2 separate regions of the Nomascus leucogenys genome follow, and region 1 is linked to region 2. The links are chromatin contacts, called in public Hi-C maps. All regions are on one chromosome and are shown on one strand. The core of a region is the stretch at or near the end of the contact, and the rest is flanking DNA. Distances in the headings are between cores, read along the strand shown.

What was found. A called contact is a pair of places that touch in the nucleus more often than the background predicts.
Region 1: a contact with region 2 is called in a Hi-C map of an unstated tissue, with 3 times the contacts expected there. The contact joins the promoter of FIBCD1 here to the enhancer-like site in region 2. A contact is called at or near these places in 2 of 4 Hi-C or Micro-C datasets (a lymphoblastoid cell line and an unstated tissue).

Annotation. Positions count from the first base shown.
Region 1 is chr8:107,052,344-107,059,144 of Asia_NLE_v1, forward strand. It overlaps FIBCD1 (fibrinogen C domain-containing protein 1), which reads right to left and starts at 5,510. Exons shown (of 8, transcript XM_030818048.1): 1 at 5,428-5,510; 2 at 4,747-4,859. The coding sequence starts at 4,818.
Region 2 is chr8:106,820,549-106,827,820 of Asia_NLE_v1, forward strand. It overlaps EXOSC2 (exosome complex component RRP4), which reads left to right. Exons shown (of 9, transcript XM_003276737.4): 2 at 301-402; 3 at 2,378-2,423; 4 at 2,961-3,050; 5 at 4,125-4,190; 6 at 5,632-5,700; 7 at 6,891-7,067. Among named protein-coding and RNA genes, the nearest start is that of EXOSC2, 5.1 kb to the left of the region's middle. Within about 2 kb of position 3,798, the one cell type or tissue checked has an H3K27ac peak away from gene starts, as active enhancers do. A contact at or near this core is called in a lymphoblastoid cell line, where this site is marked.

The DNA.
Region 1 (6,801 bases), core at 4,260-6,759, 230 kb after region 2:
CACCTCCCTTCCTCCTCACCTCCTAAGAGAGCTAGCTGGCAGGAGTCCCCTGGGGAGACTGGGACCACACTCCACAGATGAAAGTAGGAAGAAGAAAGTCTCCCTCAGGGGAGGCCAGGCCAGGTTAGACCCAGGTGAGCACCCCTCCTGCCACCCACCCCCATCTCCTAAGAGCACCCAGCCCAAGGCAGGCAGCTGTTCTGCATGACAAAAACCCATCCTGGGGCTTTGCATTGGGAAATGGAAAGTTGGAGGTGGAGGTGGCGGGGTCCTGTGGGCTCTGGATCCAGCAGAGGCTTGCACAGAGCCTGGGCGGGGGGCTTATGGGCTCTGTGGGTTGAGGGGACTGGGCCCTGCCTCGGGCCAGAGCCTTGGGGGAATTCCTCCTGTCTCCCCTGGAGCCCACTCTGCTCCCGGCTGGCACATGGCTGGGCACATGGCTCCCAGTAAGGGCCGAACTCTGAGCCCTGGCCCTGGCAGAGGGAGGGTCCCAGAGACTCCCCTGGGGGTGAAGGGCTGGTGGCTCTGCTCACCATTCTGGGGTCCCAAAGACTTAGGAAGGGGGTCTGCAGGCTTGTTCTGTGAGATCTGAGGGGGAACCGCCATCCCGCTGGGGACCCTTCAGCAGAACCCTGCTGAGGGCCATCTGGAGTCTCAGGCCACAGGGAGGGGCGCAGGAGGGGCTGAAGGTGTCCAAGGGGACAAGAGCGCCCCACAGAGCTCCCGCCTCTGCCCCTCCTCCTGGTAGCATTTGCTCTGAACCACAGAGGGGGCTTCTCCAGATGTTTCCTATAAGGCTCTTGCCCACCCTCCCCCCGACATATAGCTCTGGCCTCCCAGAGGGCCCACCGGGGCCTTAAGCCTACTGGGGCCCAAACCAGCGTCTCTCCACCCCAAACCTGACCCCTCCTATTTCTCACTGGGGGGATGGCACCAACCCCACCTGCTGCACCCGCAAAGCTGGCACCTCCCCAGGCCTCCCTCCCTCACCCAACATCTGGACAGTCACCTGCTCCTGTCCATTCTACCTCCTCAGCCACACCACGCCCCCGGCTAAACAGTGAGCTCAGAAGGAGGGGCTCGGGAAATCCCAAGCCTAGCACAGTGACCTCAACCCAAACCCCAGGGAACAAGAAGAAAGAGGCATGGATCTGCTTTCTAGCACCCATGATGGTTTGTAATCGCCCCGACCTGTGAGTTTGTTCCCCCCATGAGACTCTAAGCTCCCTGAGGCACAGACCGTACCCACCAGACTATACCTTCTAGCATGAGGTAGGGCCTCCCTAAATAGTCACTGAGTAAATTTAAGGCAGCAGGGATTTAGGTTAGACATCAGGAAGAACTTCCCAAAGAGATTTTCTTTCTTCCTTTCTGAAATGTTCTTAGAAATTTTGAAAGCATCAAGAGACCTTGCCTGGGATGGGGTGGAAGTTGACCTCCCTGTAGGGTGGCTTGGGGACGGCTCAGAAACAAGCCCCTCTGACCAGAGGAGACGGTTGCAGAGTGACTTCCTGCCCCAAGCTCCAAGACCAGAAGAATCAGGTCTATTTCTAGATCCTTTCATCTGACAAACTCCAAACTCCTGGCAAATACCGTTTCACCCTGCCCCAAGGCTGTGAGAGGCTCCTCCTTCTGTAGGGAGAGGGAGGACGCGTTAACAAAGTCCCAGTTGGCAACTTGTCCAAGGTCACCTGACAAAGAGTAGCTGAGGCTGCATAGGGCTGGGAAAGATGGGGCCCAAGGCGGTCCCCAGAAATGGCTGCACTTGGACAAAGGTCCTTCAGGACCTCCGGACCTGGGCTATACCCACTCGCAGTGGGTGCTTTCGGTGCCCTGACAACCACACAGCCTGGACACTGGAGTCCCAACTGGGGCTGAGTGGGCTGAACCAAGAAAGGGCGGCCAGCCTCTCTTCCTTCCATCCTCCCGCAGAGGCCCTTGTCTGCTGTCCAAGAAGACCCAGGTTCGAGTCCCAGCTCCAGCTCTTAGTCTCAGTTTCCTCATCTGTCAAATGGGTTCATCATCCCTGCCACCAAGCTCCTAGGGTGGCTGTGACTAAGAAACGAGAGGTATGGCCTGTGACCTACTGGTGCTTGGAGTGCCGAGTCGGCATTATGCTCCCAGAGGAAAATCCCCCATTAAAGAGCCTTGGCCAGGCCCCTCTGGGAAGAGCCAGATGTTCAGATGGCGTTTCCTGTTAGGCAGAGAGGAGACCGGGACACAGCCAGCCTGTGGAGGGGACAGGCTGCTGAGAGGCATCCTCCTCATGAGGACACAGTGCTTTACAGTTTGCAAAACACACCAGTATTTCACGTGGCCCCCATAACAGCCCTTGTGAAATGAGGAGGAAGCGAAGACTCTGCTGTTCCACTTTACAGATGGTGAAGCCCAGGCCCAGAGAGGGGGAGTAACTTACCCAGAGCCACACAGCATGTCAGTGGGTGAGACGAACCTGGCCACAAGGGAGGAGAGAGGGCTGGCCCAGGGGAGGGCAGGCCCAAGGGAACCAGGGCAAGCAGCGCTCTATCTTTCTTCTGACGGTGGCCACAGGAAAGGCCTTGCCTCTTGTCTGAAGCTTCAAACAAGCCCAGAGCTGGCACAGGGAACAGCCTGTCTACATGCTGGGTCACCAAACGGGCGGGGAGGGGAGGCGGGTGCTTGCTATTGGCCCAGGCTCCTGGAGCAACAGCCCTCGAGCTTCCTCCAATGCCAAGGGGCAGACAGCTGGGCTGTGTGGGGGCTGAAAGCTGTGCCCCCAGGGAGCAGCAGAGAAAGGCGGGGCAGGCCCGGAGGCCTTGAAGCCACATTTCAAACACATTCCCCAGAAGGCACCTCCCCTTGAGACAGACCAGTGCCTGCTGGCCGTCTCCTGAGGCTCTTCCTGGCTGAAGCATCACGCAGTTCCATTCAGCAAACACTCTCAATGCCTGACCTAAGCTGCCTGGAAGGAATGGAGCTTGGGCCCAGGGAGAGACCCAGAGATGGGCTCCAGAGGAGGGTGTGTCCAAAGGGATCTCCTGATGCAGGAGGGGCCCAGGACAAGGCAGCTGAGCGGCACAGGCTAAACACTACTAGAACTTAAGAGACACAGCCACAGAGCATCAGGGAAGGCTTCCTGGAGGAGATGGCAGCATTTGAGCTGGGTTTTGAGTATATGTAGGGTATCCCTGAGTGAAGGGGTGTGTGTGTGTGCGTGTGTGTGTGTGTGTCAGGCTGGGGAAGCAAACAAGATGACACAGAAAAGATCTGGAAATGCAGCGGCGTGGTGTGGGGCCCAGGGTGGGCAAATAACAAACAGTCACTGCCTGTAAGGGACCAATGCGAAGGCACAGTATGCCAGGCTAGGGATGGCCTTGGAGGACAGGTCTAGAAGTTAAGACAGTTCTTGCTAAGGGGGAGAAGTCAGATCTCAGCAGGAGGGGACTTGTTATTTGGGGGTGGCTTAGGTGCAGACCTGACCTAAAAGAGGGGCCCGACCACCCCTGAGAAGCAGTGGGCTAGGTGTGTGGTTAGACCAGGGTTCGAATCCCCACTCTCTTGCCAACGTGCTGTGTGACTTGGGCATGTTCCCAACCTCTCTGACCCCTGGTCTGTGATGTGGGAACGCACTGGCCCCCAGCCTGCTTGGAGAAATGAGGTAGTGCCGACGAATGGGAAGGGGCTTTGCAAACCGTAGAGGGCTGGGACCTTGTGCCACGGCAGTGTCACACCAGGAAGAATGAGCAGGCTGCAGCTCCTGAGAGGAAGGGACCACCAAGGGCTGCCCGAGCCGCCCCCTCCTGCAGCTGCAAGCACGAACTGTTCTTTCCCCAATGACATCTGTCTGGGAGAAATTTAAAATTTAAAATGGGCAGCCCTATTCTTTCCTCTCCTTGGTGAGCGAGAGGCCTCCTCGTTTTCTCCTGCCTGTCCCAGTCCCTTGGCAGCCCAGCCCGGGGCAGCCCTGGGGCTCCCCTCTGCCTCGGCTTCCGGACTCCAGCCCCCTTGCTGGCCAGCCCAGGTGCTCTCCCCTCACCCGCTTCCACCGCACAGCCCTGGGCACCCTCCAAGCCCCACCTCCACTGCCCCTGAAGAGGCAGGAGGAAGGGAGGAATGAATCAGCCCTGGAGCACACAGACAAGGGTTCAAATCCCGGCAGAGCTGCGTGGCCTCAGGCAGGAGCCAACCATCTCTGAGCCCTGCTTTCCTTGTCTTAAAGTCAGAAAATCACAATACCCAGCGTTCCTGTAGGAGATGAATCTTTATTGATCCTCTGCTGTATGCAGGGCCCTGGCTAAAGAGGGAAGGATGCAGAGGAGATTCAGGGGGTCAGGTTCAGGACCAGGTGCCTGGCACAGGGTAGCGCCCAGAGTGGAGATTTTGTGGGTAGTTAAGATGCCGATTGTAGAGGTGAGGAAACGGGGACTCAGCAAGGGGGCTGATTTGTCTGTGGACACACGGCGAACTGTAAGTCCCCGCCTCCCTCTGCACCAGCGTGCACCAGGGGGCCGCTGGGGGTGCGGGGACGCGGGAGACCTGGCCCGCAGCGCGCGTGGCTCCTGCAGGGGTGCCGCCCCCACCGAACCTCGAGTTCAAGCCTCGGCTAGGGGAGGAGGAGAGGAGGGTCCCCATCCCGGTCCGGGCCTCCGGAGCCTCGAAGGGGTGCGCCGCAAACTCCAGCCCCCGCAATGGGTGCCCGCCCCGCCGGCCCGAGCGGCCACCGCCTGGCCAGCCGCCCAGGCTCCGTGTCCCAGCGCCCGAGCGTACCTGCGGCTTGTCGCGCGGCCGGTCCTCAAGTTGGGCAGCGCCGCCCATGGTCTTCCACCGGTCGTTGACCATCTTCCGGCAGGACTGGCGGGGACGCCGGGCGAGGCGCGCCGCTGAGGAGCGCAAAGGCGGCGGGGTGGGCGCGGGCTCGGGGCGCGCTCTGTCCGCCGGGTCCCCGCCTCTGTGCCCCGCGCCGGGGCGGCCCGGGAGCTGGCGGGCGTGTGCGGATGAGCGCGCCGCTGTGTGCGGGCGGGAGCAGGAGCGGGAGCGCGAAAGCCGCCAGCCCAACGCCCGCCGCTCGCGCTGCGCGCCGTCCCCGCTCCCGGCTCCCGCGCCTCCCTGGCGCGCTCCTCTCCCTCCTCCCTCGTCCCTCCTCCCTCCTTCTCAATCTCCGCATCTTTTCTGGTCTCGGACTCTCTTTGCTTTTTATTGCTCCCCTCGGCCTCCCCCGACACACTAACACACCCGCGCGCGCTCACACACGCGGACTTGGATACTGAACTCCGCCTCCGAAAAGGCCAAGGGAAAGGAGGCCGAACTGGCCCCCAGATACCGCGGCCGGCCGGAGGGCAGCAAACAGCCGCGGGCGGCCCGGCTCCTGCTGGCTCCCGGAGGGGCCTGAGAGCCCCCCGGCGGCGCCTCTGCACAAACTTCCTCCCGGGCGGGACTCGCACAACTCACTAGGCGCGGGGCGGGCCCCGAGGGCGCCCCCGCTGGGCGGTTCGGCGTCTCCGGGGAGTGGCGCGGCGCTCCTTCCGGCTCCCTCCCGGCTCAGGACGCAGGGCTCGCCCCAAGACCCAGGCAGTTTCGGTGGGGTGCGCCCCCTGCGGGCCCCCGAGGTCTGGGTCCAGGTCCCCGGGCAAGTGCGCCCAGCTGTGGGGTCTCCAGCCCCCGGGGACCTCCCTGCTCCGATCCCCGACGCGCGAGCCTGGTCTTGGGGTCGTCCCAGTCCGCGTCCGCAGACCCGTGCCCTCGCGCCGGCGGTCGGAGAGCCCACCCGACGCCCCCCTGCCTGGGCGGCCCGTGGGCGAAATGGGGGTCCCCACCACTGCCACAGCCGCGGGCGCTGCGGTCGCGAGTACCAGCCGCTCCGCGCTCCCCGGCGCGCCCCGCGCGGTCCCAGCCCCCGCCTTCTCCTCCGCCGGGAGGGGATTTGTGCCGGGAGGGGTCTTCTTAGTTGCCCCTTCCCACCAGCAGCACTTTTAAAAGCATTTAATCGGCCCGGAGCGGCCTTCGGAGGTAATTGACAAAGTCCTTAATCTGCACGGCGAACGAGCTGCTATTGTAGCTTCCGACCGGGAGGCGCCCACACTGCCCGACGCCGGGCTCCCCTCCCGCCGCCCTGCCGAGCCCGCCGGCCGCCCCTCCTCCGCCCCTTTCTGCGGCCCTGTCTTTTTCTGCTCCCCCAGCTCCAGACAGACACCCCCGTTCCCCGCCCCCGCTTCTCCCCAAAGCTGTTTTCCGGCTCCCGGGGCGCCTTGGCCGCCGCGCTGTTCCCTGGCACCGTCTCCGTCTCTCCCCCACTGGCTGCCAGTCTGTCGCCCCATCTTCGTCCCTCTCCCGATCCCTCTGCGCGTCCGGCACTGGCGGGACAGACTGGCTGGGGGTGGGGGCCGCGTCCAGCCTGGGCTGGGGCACTCCTTGGGCCCCGGAGCAGGGGACCCTGTGGCCCGGTGCCATCCGAGGAGACTGCCACCCGCCAGGCGCTGGGTTCACAAACCACCAGCTGTTTGTCCCCAGCCGCCTTTTCCTTCCAGGACGACCGCTGGCCTCACCTGCGGCCCGATCCCGGCTTCCTGGACTGAGGCGGCCCGGGAGTTGGAGAGGATCCCACGGCAATGGCTGGGAGTCAGGAGACCCAGGTTCCAATCTCTGGCCTCTGGCTCTTTCTCGCCCCCCGGCCTTTCCTATGAATTAAGAGGGTCAGCAGGTGATCTGGAGGGCCTTCAGACTTGGGAAGAAGGATGTGGTGGAGGGCACAGGGCCCTGGCTGTGTGGCTGAGGGCAAGCAACATACCTCTCCGAGCCTCAGTTTCCCCATGTAAGCCAAAGGGT
Region 2 (7,272 bases), core at 2,548-5,047:
AAGTGGAGCAGGGTCAATGGTATAGGGGGGAGTGGTGGCAACGGGGTGGGCTGTGTTTTCAATGGCACAGTCAAGGTAGGCCTGCTGCAGAAAGTGACACCTGAGCAGACCTGAGTGAGAGGAGTGATGTCCAAGTGGCTGTCTGGAGAAGGAGCACTGAAGGCAGAGGGAGCAGCCAGCACAGAAGCCATGCTTTGCAGGGGGAGCCTGTTAGCTTTGAGGAACACATTGTTTTTGAAGGGAGAGAGGTCACCTCGAGTTACCCTCGTATCCTTTCTTTGTATCTTCGCCTTGCATCAGGGGCCATGGAACGTATATGGGAGAAGAGAAGCTCATTGCATCTGTTGCTGGCTCTGTGGAGAGAGTAAACAAGTTGATCTGTGTGAAAGCTTTGAAAACCAGGTGAGAACAAAAGGTGTGTATTCCCTTTCTTGCGGCATCCAGGTTGTACTACCAGGCTTTTCCTGCCCCCTCCTTATCCCCCACCCCACCCCTGCCTGCCCTGTCGTGCTGTAAGTCTGAGGTTTTGACCGTGACTATAGGTGGGGTGGTGCAGATCAGTGCAGGCTTCAGAGGTTTCCCCATGTTATGTCACCACTCCAAGCCTTGGTTACCTCCTCTGCAAAGTGAGTATAATAGCATGGCCTACTTCATAGGATTTATTTATTTTTTTTTTTGAGACGGAGTCTCTCTCCGTTGCCGAGGCTGGAGTGCAGTGGCGTGATCTTGGCTCACTGCAACCTTCGCCTCCTGGGTTCAAACAATTCTCCTGCCTCAGCCTCCAGTGTAGCTGGGATTACAGGCGCCCTCCACCACGCCTGGCTAATTTTATTCGATTTTTAGTAGAGACAGGATTTCACCAAGTTGGCCAGGCTGGTCTCGAACTGCTGACCTCTGATAATTTCCCCCCACTGGGCCTCCCAAAGTGCTGGGATTACAGGCGTGAGCCACTGCGCCTGGCCTAGGATTTTCTTTAGAATTCAGTGAGATGGTGCATGTAAAGTATTTAGCACAGGGCCCGATACCTAGAAGCATTCAATGAAGGTTACCCCAGAAAGCAAGCCAGTGGGGTTGGAACAGAGTGAGTGAGGGGGAGAGAAGGGGCAGATGTAAGCAGAGAGCTGAGGTGGGCGGGCGTGGGCCTGCCTTGTAGCCAGACTAAGCATTTTGGCTTCTATTTTGTGTAATCTGGGAAGCACTGGAAGGGGTGGAGCAGAGGAAGGACTTGATCTGGACTTAAGCTCACTCTGGCTGCTGATGGGAGATTGAAGGGGGATAGGCAAGCTTAGGGAGGTGGATTAGGGACCATACTCATGATCTGAAGTGATGGTGGCTTCAACTAAGGTGGGAGCAGTGGAAGGTGGAGGAGTGATTGGAATCTACACAGATTTTATTTTCTGAATGTTTTTTTAAAATCATGAAAAGGTGTTGGGTTTTGTATTCTTTGGGCTTTACTGTACATAGGACCCAGTCAACTGTGAATAGAAATAATTTTACTTCTTCCTTTCCAATTTGGATGCCTTTTATTTCCTGCATATGTTTTAAGGGTAGAGCCAACAGGATTTGCTACTGGACTTGTCCAGGAGCGTGAGAGAGAGAGAGGAATCGAGGAACTCTCCAAGGTTTTTGGCCTGAGCAACTGAGCGGATGGAGTCACCATTGACTGAGATGGGGATAACTCATCCCCTATCTCGGTTTGCTATGGAGGACTGGGGGGGCTGCGGGAAAGCTTAGTTTTGGGCTTGATACATTTGAAAATGCTTGTTAGTCATCTATATGGCAGAGTTGGGTAGCTAGCAGTTGAGTAGGATTTGGAATTCAGGAGACTGGCACAGTCACAGCACAGAGTGGTGTTTTAAAGGTATTAGATTGAGTGGCCGAAAAGTGAAGAGTTCTGAGGACTTAGCCTCAGCACCGAGTACGTCTCATTAGAATCACGGATAAGGAACTAGCAAAGGGGCTTGAGAGGAGCAGGCAGTGAGTGAGTGGAGGAGACATGAGCAGACTCGTGTGGTTGGCGTCCTGGCTCAGATTTCCTTTCTCTTCCTTTGGCTGGTGCAGAACTCATCCATGTGCCACAGGAAAATAGTCCATGTTTTCCATTGTCGTGTAATCGAACAAAATAGGGGTTTTTGGCTAAATGAACTACTTGGAATAGTGATATGTCTAAGGATAGTTAATGGAGACTTTATACGTGGAGGAATGTTTGAAGTTAGCAATTTCTGAAAATAAGTCCAGACACTATAGTTACATGAATTTGCTGAATGTGGCGCCTATTCCAGGCTTTCACCCTGTTGAACTGACATCTCAAATGGTGTGTGGTCTTGTCAGAAAGTCTGCTCACAGATGGATGAATCCCTTGTGTTTTATCTTTCAGATACATTGGTGAAGTAGGAGACATTGTAGTGGGACGAATCACAGAGGTAACGTCGATACCAGTTTGGTGTTTACAAAGTCGAGGCAGGCTGGCGATTTCATTCATGGGACAGTCATTCCACTTGTAGTTAATGAAAAAGGCATTCATTGCATTTGGCTATTGTGTGGCCTCTGATGTAAATATGTGACTTGTTCGATTTCAGATTACCGGTTAATTTTTTTTTTGTTTGTTTGAGATGGGGTCTTGCTGTATCACCCAGGCTGGAGTGCAGTGGCGCGATCTTGGCTCACTGCAACCTCCACCTCCCGGGTTCAAGCGATTCTCCTGTCTCAGCCTCCCAAGTAGCTGGGATTACAGGCACTTGCCACCACGCCTGGCTAATTTTTGTATTTTTAGTAGAGATGGGGTTTCATCATACTGATCAGGCTGGTCTCGAACTCCTGACCTCAAATGATCCACCAGCTTCGGCCTCCCAAAGTGCTGGGATTACAGGCGTGAGCCACCGTGTCCGGCCTTACTGGTTATTTATGATATGAACTCCTGTCCCTGGAGCATGTGTCCAAGTGTGGAACTTGGCTTATAGGTTCAACAGAAGAGGTGGAAGGTGGAGACCAACTCCAGGCTGGATTCAGTCTTGCTGCTCTCATCCATGAACCTTCCTGGAGGAGAGCTGGTAAGGGCTACAGCTGGGGCCATGGACTAGGGCCCAGTGGGCTGGGGGGAGCCGTGGGACCCTTTGTTCCACCAGAGGACTTTGCTTTACACTGAGGTTGCCCCTTTGACTCCTGTTTGTCTGTTGTGAAGTTTGCTGCCCCAATGTGTATGTAGACTGTTCACCCTGTCCAGGTCTCCCGAAAGAGGGAGCAGTTGGCATATAATAGGATCAGAAACATCCATGGGGTGGGATCCCAACAGAGAGTTGGGGAGAGAAGCCCTTAGATGCTAGTTGTTAATAGTTTTCCTTTTCAGACATATCAGCCTTGCACAGTGAAGATGTTCCTTGAAAAGTTGTCTTTACATTAGTTTTTTGTGAATTGAAAGGCATTTGGTTATTCCAGACAACCACAGTAACCAAGCCACAGCCTTTTGTAAAATGCCATGGTTCAGCTTTATCTTCAGTCCAGCATGTATTTGCAGAGAGGCTTACTGTGCCAAGCTCTGTGCCGAGTGCCAAGCGCTGTGCCGAGTGCCAAGCACGACTGAGTTCCCCAGCAGGGGATATAAGATAACTGACCTAGTCCCTGGCAGTAGAATAAATAAGCTGTGGTTATACAAAAGGAGATTTCAGTGAGAGAAGCTCGTAGGAAAGACAGGCATTGGAGTTGATCCTGGAAGGATGGAGAGACGTTAAATGACTAGTTCAGGGAATCTGAGATAGAGGGAAATGTGTGAGCAGAGATATATCCAAGCAGGAGTTAGTCTGGTCCTGCTGGACTGCAGAGGGCTGTCATGGAAGATGAGTATGGAAATGTTGGCTGGGTGAGATTGGGAGGGGTGTAAATGTTGCTCAGAGAAGGGAGGGAAAGAGGAAGAGAAGAGGAGCTGTGGAAAAGTCTTTTGAGATGAAAAGTCGTGATTATCACTGATTGCCCTCAAGTGGCTTGGGTTACCTACTCCTGCTATAGTTCTCAGTGCTTGAATATTGTGGTTGGCCTCAAAAATCTCAAAAGGAAGTGAAAGAGAAAGAAGTGATGGAGACCTTTCTGAGGATCTGGCTTAAGTAATGTCATTTCTTTGTGTATTTCAGAGGAGAAGATCTGCAGAAGATGAGCTTGCAATGAGAGGTTTCTTACAGGAAGGGGACCTTATCAGTGTATCCTGCGCTTTGCACTCCAGCCTCTTGATGCTTTTCTATGGGACTGGGAAGTGGGCCTTCCATTGTATGTCTCTGACTGAAGAACCGTGTCATCCTTGCAGGGATCCGAGTCTTAGACCAAGTGTCGGGCTCTGCTGCATCCTTTCTCAGTCTCCTTAATTCAGGCTGACTCCCCAGCTCTTGTTCGGACCTGCTGCTAAGTCATTTCTTTGGGTCTTGTAACTTACGGTGGCCTGTGCTTTAGGCTAGGCTTTTGTTAATGATGTTAACTTTTAGCGCAGGGAGTGGAAAAGGTGTTCACGTCAAGACATTAATGACAGGCCGAGTGTGGTGGCTCATGCCTGTAATCCCAGCGCTTTGGAAGGCCAAGGAGGGAGGATTGCTTGAGCCAAGAGTTCAAGACCAGCCTGGGCAACATAGCAAGACCCCCCTCTCTACAAAAAAATCAAAATTAGCCAGGCCTGGTGGCACATGCCTGTAGTCCTAGCTACTCAGGAGGCTGGGGCCAGAGGGTTGCTTGAGCCCAGGAGCTCAAGGCTACAGTAAGCTATGATCACACCACTGTGTTCCAGCTTGGGTGACAGAGCAAGACTCTGTCTCTATTTTATCTTTTTAAAAATTATTATTATTTTTTTTTAAATGACGGAGTCTTGCTCTGTTGCCCAGACTGGAGTGCAGTGGTGCAATCTTGGCTCACTGCAACCTCCGCCTCCCAGATTCAAGCGATTCTGCCTTAGCCTCCCAAATAGCTAGGATTACAGGCGTGCGTCATGCCTGGCTAATTTTTGTATTTTTAGGAGAGACAGGTTTCACCATATTGGCCAGGCTGGTCTCGAACTCCTGACCTCAGGTGATCTGCCCACCTCGGCCTCCCAAAGTGCTGGGATTACAGGCATGAGCCACTATGCCTGGCCTCTGTCTTTTATTTATTTATTTACTTATTTTGGAGACAGAGTTTCACTCTTGTTGCCCAGGCTGGAGTGCAATGGTGCGATCTTGGCTCACTGCAACCTCTGCCTCCCAGGTTCAAGCGATTCTCCTGCCCCAGCCTCCCGAGTAGCTGGGATTACAGTCATGCGCCACTACGCCCGACTAATTTTGTATTTTTAGTAGAGACGGGGTTTCTCCATGTTGGTCAGGCTGGTCTAGAACTCCTGATCTCAGGTGATCCACCCACCTCAGCCTTCCAAAGTGCTGGGATTACAGATGTGAGCCACCGCACCTGGCCTTCTGTCTCTTATTTTTTAAAAAAAGATATTCATGACAACCAAGGGGAGAGGTGAGTTCACAGTGACGTCCTCTGGGTCTAAGATTGTTGAGCCTGGACCATTGGAGAGGGGAGGAAAAGATGGAGGTGTGGGGTCAAGGGGCAGAGGCTGCAGAGGACAGGGCAGTGTGTGGCCGAGGCTGCTGTTTGTTCCTTCATCACCCTGGCCAGGCTGAGGTCCAGGCAGTGTTCTCTGACGGAGCTGTCTCTCTGCACACGAGGAGCCTGAAATATGGAAAAGTAAGTCGGGCTCTTGATGTTCCTGTTTGCTGACTGAGACTACAAGGCTATTTCTGAATCCCCATAGCTCTCTGGAATTCTGGCCTAAAGAACCCCAGTAGCTAAGCATTAATAGAGGCTGGCATCCCACAAACTGATCGTGTTCCTTAAACGTAACATCAGGAAGGTCAGGGTTCACAGGGTCATGGGTCAGTAGCCTTGTAAAGAACAAGTTTTATCCGTTTTCTCCAAGGAGACTGACTTCCACCAGAAGAGCCCCTCCAACTGTGGGCTGGGAGGCGCAGCTGTCTCTCTTCCTCCAGGGGGCGCTGCAACTCAGCACTGGGGCTGAGGCTGTCCTGGGAACAAAGGCAGGCTGGGCCTGGTTAAACAGCCCTTAGACGAACGTCCAATCAGTCCAGTGGATGTTATTACTGGCAAAGCTTGCCCTGTCATCTGAGCCTCTAAATGGAATTTCACTGCTTTTCTTATACGAAGTTGCATTATTGAAGCTATTATTTTAAGGAGAGCATACTTCCTAAAACAAATTAGGATTTACTAGTCTCTTAGCTTTATCTGGGTGAAGATTTTTATTTTCTGAGCGGAACAAAAACCTCTTCCCTTAATGGAGTGGCTGCAGCCAGCCACGTTGATGTACCTGGAGTAGGCAGAGGACTGCTGCAGTATGCTGACTTTCACAACCCTGGGTCCTGCGGACTCGCCCTTGGCAGGACGTGGACTTAAGCTGTCCTGCCAGGACCAGACATGGATTTGCACCCATCTCCAGCCATCTCCTTACCTACCCAGAGGCACACATCTCACAGGCAAGATGAGTGGGGTTCAGGTATGAGCTAGGGTCATGGAACAACGCAGTGCTCCTCGGCCAGCAGGAGGCTCCAGCTCACTTCCTCATTGGCTTCAGCTTCTCTAATGTCTGGCACATGAGTTCTGGCTTACAGTGCAAGGAAGACTGCAAAGGGAAGTGACAGAGAAGAGTATCAAAAGTCACCTTCTGCTGGGATGTATGAATAGCCTCTGAGTCCCAAAGTGTTCTCTGCAAAAATGTGTACTATGTGTATGCATGTAGGCGACAGCAATTGTAAACAGGAAGGACACCAATTTGAATATACTTAGGATGTGTATTCTGCAGTCTCCTTTTCATTCATCCCACTGATCCTGCAGTGACCTAGCTTTGTGATATATTTCTTTAGCTAGGTCAGGGGGTTTTGGTCCAGGTTTCCCCCTCCCTGGTGAAACGGCAGAAGACCCACTTTCATGATTTGCCATGTGGTGCCTCAGTGATTCTCGGCAACAATGGCTTCATCTGGATTTACCCAACACCTGAGCACAAAGAAGAGGAAGCAGGGGGCTTCATTGCAAACCTGGAGGTGAGCAAACACTGTGGCCATTGTCAGTGGGATGGAGGGGGCTCAGTCTTTGCTGTGTTTTTGTGGCCAGTGAAGTTGGTTGTTTTTAGCCATATTACTGCTGTAGGCTGAGTCACTGACTTTCCATCAAGGTGTGTTCATGAACCCCATATTATCTTCTCTCTTCTAAGGAGATGAACTCAGTGAATGGTTTGATGTTTGTTGG